2 separate regions of the Sus scrofa genome follow, and region 1 is linked to region 2. Evidence: chromatin contacts called from public Hi-C data. All regions are on one chromosome and are shown on one strand. The core of a region is the stretch at or near the end of the contact, and the rest is flanking DNA. Distances in the headings are between cores, read along the strand shown. Region 1 overlaps ARID1B (AT-rich interactive domain-containing protein 1B). Region 2 has its middle 63 kb from the start of TMEM242.

Evidence for each region. A called contact is a pair of places that touch in the nucleus more often than the background predicts.
Region 1: a contact with region 2 is called in a Hi-C map of fetal heart ventricle, with 2.9 times the contacts expected there. The contact joins two enhancer-like sites. A contact is called at or near these places in 3 of 47 Hi-C or Micro-C datasets (fetal heart ventricle, fetal skeletal muscle and heart right ventricle).

Annotation. Positions count from the first base shown.
Region 1 is chr1:9,810,653-9,817,879 of Sscrofa11.1, forward strand. It overlaps ARID1B (AT-rich interactive domain-containing protein 1B), which reads right to left. Exons shown (of 21, transcript XM_021071898.1): 14 at 6,628-6,832; 15 at 356-494; 16 at 1-101. Among named protein-coding and RNA genes, the nearest start is that of TMEM242, 150 kb to the left of the region's middle. Within about 2 kb of position 3,314, at least 15 of the 83 cell types and tissues checked have an H3K27ac peak or open chromatin away from gene starts, as enhancers often do.
Region 2 is chr1:9,727,642-9,734,503 of Sscrofa11.1, forward strand. No RefSeq gene overlaps it. Among named protein-coding and RNA genes, the nearest start is that of TMEM242, 63 kb to the left of the region's middle. Within about 2 kb of position 2,785, at least 21 of the 83 cell types and tissues checked have an H3K27ac peak or open chromatin away from gene starts, as enhancers often do.

The DNA.
Region 1 (7,227 bases), core at 2,064-4,563, 84 kb after region 2:
TGCCCTGCTGGTAGGGGGCGCTCGGAGTCATGGAGTTGCGTTTGGGGAACGATGCATCACTTGCGTCCGAGAATGGGTCGTGCACACTGACTGTACTGCTTCTGGTGAGATGAGAGACATGAAAGCTTGATGACAGAGCATTCGTCATCTCCAAACACTAATTTGGAAAAGAGTCCACTTTTGAAATGTGAACATGCAAAAACCATCCAAAATAAATTACGTGAATAAGCTAGCGGGGACCGATATTTAGACACTCACTAGAGAACACTACTTCCTCTCTCGGAGTTTAGCCCCCGCCCCCACAATTAAAAGACAGACCTGACTTGGTGCAACTCATAGGGATCTTTCCACATACCTTCCGCCTTGCATTGGGGTCATTTGTCCATGAGGGGTAGAGGCTGGAGTAGGTGGCTTCAGGTCACCTGGAACCTCTGCCATCGAATTACTGCCAGTTGACTGGGGGGTCTGTGGACCTTGCAAGGATCCTGAGTTAGCTGACAGTAGTAGTTGCAAGAGAAAGTGGGAGAAAAACAAGAGGTTATTGAGTAAGTTCAGCCTTGATTGTCATTTTTTTTTAAAAAAGGAAAGAAAATAAGACACCATCTTATGAAGAAACAGTAACGATGACCATTGCTGGTGAAGATGTAGTGAAATTAATTGCCCATTTTTTAGAGTGGAAATTAGTAAGTTTTCTTTTTTTTTTTTATTAAACTGTTTAGAAACATACTTCAGATGTGTGTCATAAAACATACCTGTTGACTGGCTAATTGCTTTCTTGGGGGTTTAATCCCAAGAAAATAATCTAATATCAGAATTCCCATTGTGGCACAGCAGAAACAAATCCGACTAGTAACCACGAAGTTGTGGGTTTGATCCCTGGCCTCGCTCAGTGGGTTAAGGATCCTGCGTCATCACGAGCTGTGGTGTAGGTCACAGATGTGGCTTGGATCTGGCGTTGCTGTGGCGTAGGCTGGCAGCTACAGCTCTGATTAGACCTCTGGCCTGGGAACCTCCACGTGCCTCGGGTGTGGCCCTAAAAAGACAAAAAAAAAAAAAAAAAGAAAAAGAAAGAAAGAAAATAATCTAATACAAAAAGGCTTCAGGCAGAAAAATGTTTATTTCAATGTCGTTTGTAATAGAGATAATCTAAGTGTCTGAGAATAAGGAAAAATGAGATTAAAATTTTGATATATCGATTTGATGGACTATTGCACTGTTTTAGAAAGAAATTAGAAAAATTATCTGGGTGTTAGGTAATGCGACACATTTAAGTTGTAAAGCAGTGATACAAATTAATACTGAGCTTTATGTCATTTCAATACCTTCTCAACATGTGGAGGTGTCTATGCTCTGTCACTAACCGTCATTTTTGGAGCTATAAAGTCATATTTGTTATTTATATAATACTAGTCACTTGGAGTTCTTTAATGTCATTACCAGAGTTATGAGACTTGGCTTTAACTACAATTACATTATAATAACAAAGCTCAGAATTGAGCAGATCTTTTTAAAGCTTAAGTGGAATTCTTAAAAAAAAAAAATTGACCCCACTTTTTAGGAAAAACAGTATCTTAAGGGCTCTTTTGCTTTATCACAGTCCTTGGCATTAGGTGTTCAACAAATACTGGTTTCATTTATTAATTAAAGAAATACTGGAGTTCCTGTCGTGGAGCAGTGGTTAATGAATCCGACTAGGAACCATGAGGTTGAGGGTTTGATCCCTGCCCTTGCTCAGTGGGTTAACAATCCGGCGTTGCTGTGAGCTGTGGCGTAGGTTGCAGACGCGGCTCGGATCCCGCGTTGCTGTGGCTCTGGAGTAGGCCAGTGGCTACAGCTCCAATTTGACCCCTAGCCTGGGAACCTCCATATGCCACGGGAGCGGCCCAAGAAATGGCAAAAAGACCAAAAAAAAAAAAAAAATTAATTGAATAAATAAAGTACTTATTATATTGGAGTCTATTTTCTACATGCACCAAACTGACAGAGAAAGACAATTCCTGCCCTCAGACGGTTTACAATAAATACTTTCAGGACTATAACTGTAACACACAGAATTCCTGGCCGCTTGTAAAAACTGATATTGCACATATTATCATCAATAGTTTCTTTCCTATGAAGACTCAGTTACCACCACCCACGACTCCCTTTCGAGGAAGCTGGAGCTGAGCGATGCGCTACAGAGGGTGAGAAATGGAAGCGAGTCTGTCGCTTCCACTCAGGAAGCCTCAGCCCAAGCCAGACCTCTCTAGCGAGACGAGGTCCTGAATGAATACTGATGGCCACCAACAGGGACTGCGTTCCGTCACGTCTCCCCTGGGTGCCTAGGACCACAGTGACTCGGGGATGACCTGCAACACATGGAAGTTCCCAGGCCGGGGATCGAACCCGAGCCGCAGCAGCGACCCAAGCCACTGCAGTGACAACACTGGCTCCTTAACCCGCTGTGTCATCAGGGAACTCCTAGGAAGACTAGTTTCTTTTATTCTTTATAGGGCTGCACCTGCGGCATATGAAAGTTCCCAGGCTGGGGTCGAACCAGAGTTGCAGCTGCCAGCCTACACCACAGCCACAGCCACAGCCATGCCAGATTCGAGCCGCATCTGTGACCTACACCACAGCTCACAGCAACGCCGGATCCTGAACCCACTGAGTGAGGCCAGGGATCGAACCTGCATCCTCATGGATACCTGGTCTGGTCCCAACCTGCCGAGCCACAAAGGGAACTCCAAGGCTAATTTTAAATGTAGACACCTTCTTGGATGTAGATACCTTAAAACAGAAACTTACCAATTCATGCTTATAAACCAAAATTTGGTAAAACCCTGGAAATGCATCTTTAAAAAGTAAATATAATAAAAGAAAAAATAGTCATTCAAAAATACATTAAGGATGACCCTCAGACATGACCGCCCCATAAAGCTGAGAGGAGAAATAGCCGGCTTCGTGGGTCAAGAACCAGAGCGCACAGCAGCCTGTACGGTTCCCGTGGACCACGGCTCACAAGGCTATGATTTAGGAATCAGCCTTATTTATAAGTAGGCACATTCACAGCTAATAAAAAAAAAATAAAAGGAAAAATTCTCCCCTCTTGCCAGTGTGTTTTCCTTTCCTTTCAGGAAGAAAAAAAAAATGAATGCAACCTCTTGAAGCTCCATTAATAGAGGAGGCTGGCTCTCTAGGATATCCCTACTTTTTGCCAGAAGCTACAAATGTATACTGGAAAGTAAACAATGGAAAGGTTACTGAAGGTTAAGTACATTCACACACTTCAGACTGTACAGCCAGACTCCTGGCTGGGAAGATAATTTACACAGCACGAACCCGCTGCCCCAGCTCTGGCTGGGGTTGTGGGAAGCTGGGTGGGGAGAGAGGAAGAGCTGATGCGTCCTGGGTCTGCAGCTACTAGAGGTCACCCAGAGGGCACCTTTGTGTATAACCCGAGCCCCCTTCTCATCTGTCTTCCACCGAGGATTCCCTAGTTGGATCCATGACAAGTTTTGTGACATCACCTGTCAGCTAATAATAGAAATGCAGTCAGCCACCTGCCAGCAAAGATGGATGAGTTTTTGGTTACAGACTGACTAACTGAATGTGGAGCTTCCCGCCACCTCCCTCCCCTCCCCACCCCATTCCAGCTTCGGGGAGGCCCAGGCCACCTGGGGAGGCGATGCCTCTGGCTGTTCCTTAGGACTCTAGAAACTTTACAGTCTATTATAAGCAAATCCGAGGTGCAACCGTACCCCCCAGGTCTTGCTTAGGTTTCATTCCGGAGGCTTCCTCTGGCTGACTTGCTCTCAGTCCCTAGAAGACACAGCCACTCCACAGTGGAGATGGTGGTGCAGCCCCACGGCTAAGGGGCTGGACCTCTCAGGGGCTGACAGGACCGAATTTCAGATCCGTGTCAGGCACATCACATCCAAACTGGAATCTGGAGGCACGATGTAGAATGCCAAGTCATTACTGGCATTTAGGATTTAAACTGATTCAGCACGACCATTTGAAAAAACAATCTAGAATGTTTTTTAGGAATCTTTTAGTTGTTTGCCAGGATGGGCTAGTAAGGAATAAACTACAGTTACAGTCTTACGGGAAAAACTGACTTCAAAGAACACAAACTTTGGCGGAAGATTAGTGTGAAGAATTTTTGTAGCGTGTGAGACTCTGACATGGCAAATCACTGGGGATCATTTGTTTTGCTTCTCTGACAAGAAAGATGTTTCGGAGACATTTTCCTTAATGAAAGTTCTGGAGTCAAAGAGGCCACAGATGCTGGAGGAAAGGCCTGGCTTTTGGCTGAGAGGCTGATGTTATTCTCTGCCCTCCTGCCCAGTCCGTGTGTCCGTCTCTCTGCAGAGCACATAAGCCAAGCAGACCGCAGCCCGAGCGCTGGCTGAACGGCTCAGCTCAGGCACCTTCCTCCCTGCTTCCTGATTCTCGTGACTCGGGCACCTTCTGGACCACTGAGAAGAACGTATTCTCAGGAGCACATCTGCAACCCAAGCTCTTTTGTGCAGTTAAAGCGGGAATGTTGCCATAAAAACGGTAGTTTTAAAAAAAATGGGGGGCGGGGGCTGACTGTAGGAGGACAGGCCCTGTACTTGCTGAAGTGCCTACACCTCGGCGGGGTTTCTTGCACTGAGCCGATGCTCCCTGGGAGAGCTATTCTCCATACAGGAGGACAGACCGTTCAGCAACGCGAGTTCTTTCCCGGCAAATAAAATATACCTTTAGATCTTTGCAGACATTGCACTTTGGTCCCTGCACCCCACCGGGTTTTTATTTTGGAAAAATCGTTTCAGAGCTGTTCATAGGCAGCTTGTTTTACTCTGTGAACTGAATGTAATGTTGTGAGCGTTTTAAAATTAGATTTCACAGTTTTGAAAGTAAACCATAACTGGCAAAGGCTGTGAGTCTTTGGCTGGGCGTAGGGAGGAGGTCTTCTTGTGTTTAGAACCAACACATCGACGTCTAGGTACGCTCACTACATGTGCCCCTTGGGCCTAAAGAGCATTTGCGTGAGATTCCTGGACTCGCGACCTTAGACACTGGCATTGCCATCCAGCTGTCAGTTAAGGGAAATAATTAAGAGAGGAAAAACTCATGTCTTTGGCTCACAGACAACTCTTTCTATGTGTAGAGTCTACCTGTCACACTCTGACTTTAAACACAGGTGTGGGGGGCACGGGCAGAACATGAGAGCCAGGCGCCTAGGATCAGACCCAGTTCTTCCACTCGCTAGCGACAGGATCATACGCCAGTTTGCTTAGGTTTTTTGTGCCTTAGTTTTCACCGGGATTTTAGAACAATTATCTGTATTGCAGGGCTAATATGAATATTAAATGATAAAGCACTTAGAAAAGTGCCTGACATAGTGTAAGTGCACAAGAAATACTAGCAATCAGCTATCATTTGACTGTGGAACCAGCCTGCATTGGCAGAGGGGCAGGTACCATCAGCCCCATCCCACGTGTAAGACGGTCTCAGTGTGGATCGTCACAGGGCTCGAATGTGGCCAGAAACACACAGTAAAATGATCTTTTTTTTTTTTTGCTTTTTTAGGGCTGCACCTGTGACATATGGAAGTTACTAGGCTAGGGACTGAATCAGAGCTACAGCTGCCAGCCTACATCACAGCCACAGATAGCAACACGGGATCTGAGCTGCATCTGCGACCTACACCCCAGCTCATGGCAACGCCGGATCCTCGACCCACCAAGAAAGGCCAGGGATCCAACCCACATCCTCATGGCTACTAGTCGGATTCATTTCTGCTGCGCCACAGTGGGCACTCCCAGAATGATCACATTTAACTAGAGCGAGGTCACCACCCAGAACTAAGGATGATGCACGTTTCCTTCCATCTCTAAGAGTGTGTTTATCAGAATATAAAGGTTTGATAATTTCAAGTCTGAAACACTAACAGGTAGGATAAAGGCTAGCAGCAAAGCTGGAAGAACGGTAGTGTCTCTAACAGCTGAGTGAAGAGAGAAGGCAGGTACCACTCGTATGAATTTGCTTATAAGAATTTAAGTGACTTGTCATTATTCCTAAGCAGTATTTTCCTAAAATTCCTGACCTCTAGGTCAAAGCAGACTGGACGACTCTTTCTTAGAAATGGGGCTGCCCAGACCTTGACCCTGACAGTTTGCTGAATTCCCTACAAGTGAGAATTTGCTGAGCAGGGGACATGAAAAACCAAGTTCAGGTTTCCTTTTGCTGACATACAAACCCGAGTGTCTCTGACAGGCAGAGCTGGTAGAAGAGCTGTTACATCTGCAGGATGGCAGTGGGGCAAAAGGATTAGCAAAGGTTACTGGAGAACTTCTTTTGACAGAGTTAGATGGAGTATTTTAAAAGATATGCAGAAGGAATAAAGGTATACAGCTCTGAAGTCCAAAGGCAGCTTTGACCGAAAAATGTAAAGCAAAAGAAGGATGCCTTCAAAGTGCTGAGCAGAAATGGCGATATCTCACATTTTAGTCTCTCTTCCTTCAAGCACTGCCAACAGGGTCCAATTAAACAGACAAGACGAAGCAAAACACCACTCCCTCTGGAAGATCCCAGCTTGTTCTCTGCCTCTCAGAGCCTGGAAGCGGCCCGGGTCGCGGCTGCAGTGCCCCCACTTACCAGGAGAGGGCGGCTGGAGCTTGGGCTGCTTCTTGGTGTCGCCCGTGCTGAAGACTTCCGGCGGGGGCTCCTCCCCTCGCTCAATCTTGCACTCAAAGGCAAACAGGTACTGAATATACTGCTTTTTCAGAGAGCTTGCTGCACTGCTTGAAGTGCCAACATTTAGGGTGGTTGCCAGCTCACGCCACTTCTTGTTTTTATTCACCTAGCAAAAAAAAAAAAAAAAAAAGGATCACCGGTTTGCAGCAAAGTGGCTTGTTTAAAGCCAGAAGACACAAAAAGCACTTAATGTCTTGGTTTACTTTTTTTTTTTTTCATTTGCCTCTTTTAACTAATGCTCATTACTCCCACTCAGTAGTGCACAGACAGCATTTACAGTTATAAAACCATTAAGGAACCTGCTGATAGTGACATAAAAAGCACTGCTCGTGGAGATTCTTCTGCCCGGTGCATCTTCTAATGCCTCGTGCTAGTCCAGAGCTGGTGCTGCTCAGGGCCCGCGATTTATCTCTGAGCCAGTGTACACTCTCTCACACTCATCCCCACCCCATCTTTTACTTGAAAATGGGGGGGGGCATCTAAAAACTAATTTAAAAAGCA
Region 2 (6,862 bases), core at 1,535-4,034:
AAATGAACACAGTACAGGAGATATTTTGATGTCCCTTGGAGAGCTAACACACGGACTACAACTTTATCTTCTCTACTCGGATAAAGAAACTTCTGTAAGGCTTCATGTTTCCATCTTTGCTTTAGTTACCAGGATGCTCAGCACTAAGTTTAACCTTGAGTCATAATTTTATCATCTTCTTCCCTTCCTTCTCCTTCTGCATGACTCTCCAACTTTCCCATTTTAGCAAACTTGTACACGTGGTGGAAGCAGCCTCAAGTCTTTTTCAGAGGCTGACTGGGTGTAAAGTTGTAAATAAAATAAATACCCCTGAAATCTTCTCATTGTCCCTTTCTTATTTCAGGAGTCATCTGAAGTCCTGACCTGGAGTTCTGTGATAAATTCAACACAAAAGATTTCATGCACTGACACGTTTTAAAATTTCTGTTTCTGTGAAAGACCCTGGGCTGCTGTAATCCTGGCTTCTCACAACTGAGAACTTTTCAAGGGAAAGCAGTTTGTAAACATTGTAAATTTGAGTAGTGACTGCCAGAAATACCTTGCCTAAATCTTTTTTTTTTTTTTTTTGCTTTTTGCTTTAAAAAAAAATTTTTTTTCCAGGGCTGCACCCATGGCACATGGAGGTTCCCAGGCTTGGGGTCAAATCAGAGCTGCAGCCATTGGCCTACGCCACAGCCACAGCAATGCAGGATCCGAGCCATGTCTGCAACCTACACCACAGCTCATGGCAATGCCAGATCCTTAACCCACTGACTGGGCCAGGGATCGAACCCGCATCCTCATGGATGTTATTGGGTTTGTTACTGTGTACCACAACAGAAACTCCCCTTCACCTAAATCTTAACAGATATTTTTTTAAACTTGGGGAATATTCTTAGCTAGCAGGGAATATTCCTTCTCCTCTGGGCCTTTGCACTCCAAGTGTGACTCCCATCCTTCCCACAGGCTGGTTCTTCTGGGGGTGACCGTTATTGACCTTGGTTGGGTCTCCTGCTTCTCCCCAAGCCCCCCTGGGCTGACCTCGGGAACTTTCCTCATCCTCCTGGCCACACGAGCAAAGCACCTGCCACTTGCAGAGGCAGCATGGATTCTAATCGATCCTAATTGTGGGTCAAATTTTGAAGGAAGAATAGCCTTCCTAAAAAGAATCTACAAAACTAGGAGTTCCCATCGTGGCGCAGTGGTTAATGAATCTGACTAGGAACAATGAGGTTGCGGGTTTGATCCCTGGCCTTGCTCAGTGGGTTAAGGATCCAGCGTTGCTGTGAGCTGTGGTGTAGGTCACAGACACAGCTCAGATCCTGCGTTGCTGTGGCTCTGGCGTAGGTCAGCAGCTACAGCTCTAATTTGACCCCGAGCCTGGGAATCTCCACATGCTGCAAGAGCGGCCCTAGAAAAGGCAAAGAGACAAAAAAAAAAAAAAAAAAAAAAAAGAATCAACAAAACTAAATTTATAAAGTGCTGGCAAAAAGTCACAGCAGAAAGGTTGGCTCTGTGGCATTATTCTCACCGTGAACAGCGTCACCACGGCTGTTAGATATATACATCTATATACAGGCTGGGTGTGAGGTTCCAGTGATTTTTAAAATCTTTATACTCTTCCGGACTGATTTTCTTTTTTTTTCTTCAGGGACCATGACTTACTCTCTAACTAGAAAAAAATGGAGCTTTTTCTAAAATGTTGAGACTAAAAAACCACTGCCTACTGTGCACTGGCTGATCTAAACACGCAAGCAGCCCTCAAGTCCAGTCTCCAGGCGGGAAAGTAGAAGCGCCCTGACTTCCTCCCCAGAATCCCAGCCCCACCTCCTGAAGCCTGTCTCCAGCCAGGCTCCTGCCTGCCAGGAACCACTCAGATTAGATTAGAGCATCAGGAGCTCGCCATTTGTCTCTGCCTCTGAAGCCCAAGCTCCCCTCTGGCCCTTCCTGCTCACCCCACAGGCGTGACAGGGGTTGAATCGTGTACACTCTAAAAGATACGTCCCACCCCTAACCCCAGTACCTGGGAAGGTGACTTTATTTGGAAATAGGGACTTTGTAGGTATAATCAAATAGGACCGGTGTCCTTTTACGAAGAGAAGAGACACCAACATATGAGAAAAGATGGCCGTGTGGCCTCACAGGGCTGCAGAGATTAAAAGTGACTTGTGTACAAGTCCAGGGATGGCAAGGACTTCAGGGAGCCCCAGAGCCCAAGAGAAAGGACACTAGAGCCTAAGAGAAAAGCTCAGGACAGATTCTCCCCCCCCCCCCCACCGCCCCGAGCCTTCAGGGGGAGCACGACCCTCCTGACACCTGGATTCTGGACTGCCAGCCGCCAGAGTAAATCTCTGGGAGAATAATTCCTTTGTTCCCAGCCGCCGCCGCAGGAAATGGATACGACTCTCTCGTTTGCACCACATCTCCGAGCCGACGCAAAGCCCGCTCTTTAATTGTCCTTTCTCCCGAAGCCACGTGCAACCGGTCCCCATCCCACTGTTTGCCTGGCTGTCCCTCTCCACGTGCCGACCCCGGCAACCTGCACGCAGCAGATGCTGGGCAAATGTGCCCACCTCGGGGACCCTGTAGGACGCAGAAGTCAGCCTCTCCCGCTCTCCCCTGATGCTCCCCGAAGGCCCCCTCCCTCTACGATCAGTCTCCACTCCCACCAGGCGCCCCTTTCCAGTCTTCCCACATTTGTGTCCTCAATCCCTCGGCGTTATTTCCGGCTGGATGGGACGGCGGGGCCGCCCTGAGGCTGCACTTCACGCTTCTTCCAGCAGAGGGCGACGGAGCTCGGTGACCACGGCGCATCGCGGTCTGTGCCGGGCCGGTCTCCGGGACAAGCTGCAGGGGCAGCCCGGCGCCGTCGAGAGGCCAGGGTGCGGGGCTCGGCCCTCCCGGTGGCCAGGTCTGGCCTACTCAGGGTGGGGCGGCAGAGCCGCGACCGTCATCTAGGGACACGGTGACTGAGGCGCAGGTTCGTTTTAGCCTCAGGCGGGCGCCCAGCCCGGTCCCCGAGCCTCGCTTGCTCGGTCCCCGAACGCCGCTCTCTTTCTTCCTGCCGCCTCCACTCCCTAGACCCCGAGGCACCGGGGCTCGCGCCCACGCGGCACATCTCTGAGCCCCGCGTCCCAGAGCCGTGGCCGTGGCCACGTGGTCCCGCGCGCCCCCCAAACCCTGCCCCAGGCCCGGACTGCTGGGCTGGACGCGGTCATCAACGACCTGCACTGTCTGCGTCTTCAGGACCAGACTCCCAGCCGCACCCGGACCCGGTCCAACCCCGCGCGCCCCGGTCCCTTATTTGCAGGCTCCCTCTCCAGCCCCCTCCCGGGACAGCCCTGGGGGCGCCCTCACCCCATCGCGAGCAGGGCCCTCCCTCACTGCCGCTGTGACTCTGGCGGTGTTTCTTGCGATTTGGTTTTACGAGCCCCTTCCCAAGTCTTTGCCTTGTCTCCACTTTTTCGAGTGGCTTTTCCCCCACCCTGGCCAGTAACTACAGTGCTCAAGGTACAAAACTGAGAAAACTGATAAGTGAAAGAAAACCTGAAGTCCCAGCTGCTGTCAGTAGCCGTGTTAACCCAGCGTGCCCTGCGTGTGTGCACATGGATGTATCATCTTTCTCCAAATAGGAACCGTGCCCTCCCAGGACCTCTGTGACCTGCTGTCCCGCTCAACGACCCGCAGAGCAGCTCACCACGAAGGTGGCAGCTGCACACGCATCTGGGAGGCCCGGGGCCAGCCAGGGCTCTTTCTGGGGACCTCTGAGGAGCAGTCACGTCATGGACACCTGTCCCCAAGGCTGGCACTGCCCTCGCCCTCTGTCAGCTGGGCAGGTAAGGTCTTGCCTGGCTGCCGGGCCAGGGGCTTCAGGGCTTGGGTTTCTCTTTTTGAGGAGCCTCCCACGCCCGCCCCCTTTCTCCCGAAACACTTCTGCCCTTTTAGAGCAGCTCTCCTCTCGCCTGTGACTAAATTCCAGAAACAAAAAACAAAAGCACGTGGACACACAAAGGAACATTCTTCCTTTCTGCATCTGGGCTGGGAAGGATGGGCCTCCAGCTCGGTGGTTCTCTGGGAGCGGTGTGGGTGTGGGGGACATTTGGCAACGTCTGATTGTGGTGACTTGGGGGTTTGCTGCTGGCACCTAGTGGATGGAGGCCAGAGCTACTGCTGAGCAGCCCAGGAAGCACAGGACAGCCCCCGGAAGTAAACTAGGCACCTCAAAGGTCAACAGGGCCAAGCTCCGGACCCCTGTTCCAGATGGTCCTCAAATCTTCCTTGGGGCCCAAGAGCCTCACAGCCAGGAGACATGACCTCGACTGGTCACTGCCAGGCCCTGCCCGTTCAGCTGGGACATGGCGACATGAAAGAGCTGGTGACAAAGAAGGCAAGAGGTTGAAAGGCAAGCCTGCAGAATGAGGATGGTGCCGTGAGGCAGGGCAGGGCTGGGGGGAGGGGAGTCTGGTAGCTGGCAGGCTCTGATTTTATTACTCAGATGTTTCTGGAATTACTGGGGCAAAGACAAAACTCATTTAGGAGTCTCCTTTCGCGGTGATTGGGGACCACCTGACACAGCCCTTCTGACTGCAGGCGCCACTGTTAGAGCTCAGGGGAACCTGCGACATTCGTCAGTTTCCAGGTGGACACAGGTGCACCCCAGGCTCCCGCCTCAGTCTCCGAAATTGCAGATCAGAGCATCTCCCTTTGTCAGGCACCACCTGCACCTCGGCTCTTTCACACGCACACTCCCGGCATCGCTCGTGCGCCTGTGGAGGCAGAGTGACCCCACCTCACAGGTGGGTCACTGAGGCTCTCAGACTCCAGGTGACGTATCCGAAGCCACGTGGCCAGCAGGGGGCGGAGGATGTCAACCCAGGCTTTTCTCGCCTTAAATCAGACCAGGCCGCTGGCTCTCAAATGTGGCTGCTGGGTGGAATTCTTGGGTAGAATCACTGGGACGTTTGGAAAATGCTGATGCCCGGGCCTTGGCCCAGATATCCTGATTTAATTAGTCTGGGCCGCACCTGGGCACTGAGGTTTTCTTCTTTTTTTTTTTTTTGTCTTTTGTCTTTTTTTGTTGTTGTTATTTCTTGGGCCGCTCCCGCGGCATATGGAGGTTCCCAGGCCAGGGGTTGAATCGGAGCTGTAGCCACCGGCCTACGCCAGAGCCGCAGCAACTCGGGATCCGAGCCGCGTCTGCAACCTACACCACAGCTCACGGCAACGCCGGATCGTTAACCCACTGAGCAAGGGCAGGGACCGAACCCGCAACCTCATGGTTCCTAGTCAGATTCATTAACCACTGCGCCACGATGGGAACTCCCGACACTGAGGTTTTCAAACGCTCCCCAGGAGCCCCCACCTCGCCACCTCAGTTAACGTCTGGGGTGTGACGTGGGGCAGGGAAGGGTCTGTTTTAAAAATTTTTGAGATCTTCGACTCTCTTCCCAGGAACAAGCCCATGTTTTGTGTCTAGAATCCTTAGGATTGGCTTCCGATGGCTGCTTTTCCACCTGAATGTGGAGGTTTCCACGCCTGGTCAATCTGACACCGGTATCTTCCGGCTTCTTGTTCGTCCCTGGATGTCTGGAGACTTGAAATAACAGTTTAAAGCACACTTGTGGTCCACGGGCGACGCTTGCCCAGACATCCCAGAGCTTCATGGGCGCCAGAAGGGAGCAGGCCCCGGGGGCTGCCTCACAGGGTTTAAGGGCATGAAGACAGCCGCTCCCAGGGGTCTTTGCATTTTTGGCAGAGACCCTGGAAAATGGAAAGTCCTTCAGACTAATGACATACCCGAAAGGCGACATTCCAGACACCGCGAGGCAGGAGGTGGATGACAAGGCCTGGGGTGGCGGCTGGTGCCTCACTCGACCTCGGGCTCCCTTACAGTCCTCCCAACACCTCTTCCCAAACTTATCTCTTCATTCCTTTTTCTTTTTTAGGGCTGCACCCACGGCGTATGGAGGTTCCCAGGCTAGGGGCCGAATGGGAGCTACAGCTGCCAGCCTACACCACAGCCCCAGCAATGCAGGATCCGAGCCACATCTGTGACCTGCACCTCAGATTGTGGAACGCCGGATCCTTAACCCACTGAGCGAGGCAAGGGATCGAACCCACATCCTCACGGACACTACGTTGGGTTCTTAACCTGCTGAGCTACAATGGGAACTCCTCATTCCTTTTTTGAAAACGAATCTCAGGTCTGAGACAGAAGAACACGTTAGATAACCCTCACTTCGAGCAGCCTGCTCTTCCATGGAGTTGCACACATCATCTGTGTGGCTGTCTTTTGGTGGTAACAGCATTTTAACCAGACAGAGCACCCGGGCGCACAGACTCATTTCACCCACACAACAGTCCCGCCAAGCGCATATGATTATCAGCATTCCAAGGGCGAGGCTATTAGACTCTCAGGGGGCTTGGCAGGTGCTGGTGGGCAGCGGGCTTCTGACTCAGGTCCTTGCCAGCCTCCTTCCTGGGGGCAGTCGTTGCACATGGAGGCAGGTGCTGGCTCCATAACTACTGTAACGCTGCTGCTACCGGAGCTCCTCGTCCTTCCCGCCCCCCTTTCCTGGAGCCAGAATTCCTCTGTCCCTGGGTCTCTCCGTGCGGCTCTGGGGTCAGCTCAGCCGACTTTGGCCACCTTATTCCAGCTGTTGTTGAACTGCTGGGCCCGCCCTCCACCCACGGTAGTTATGTGTCTTTGGTCACAAACCCTCACGTTTTCTCTGTACGTCCCCCTAAACCCACAACTCTGGGCCAGTCGTACTGTAAAACCGCTTTCCTCAGGTGCTTGAAGGATCCTAATATGCCTTTAGCTCGCCATTGTATTTTACTTTTATTCACATCCTTCAAGCTCTACATAGGACAGGAATTTCTA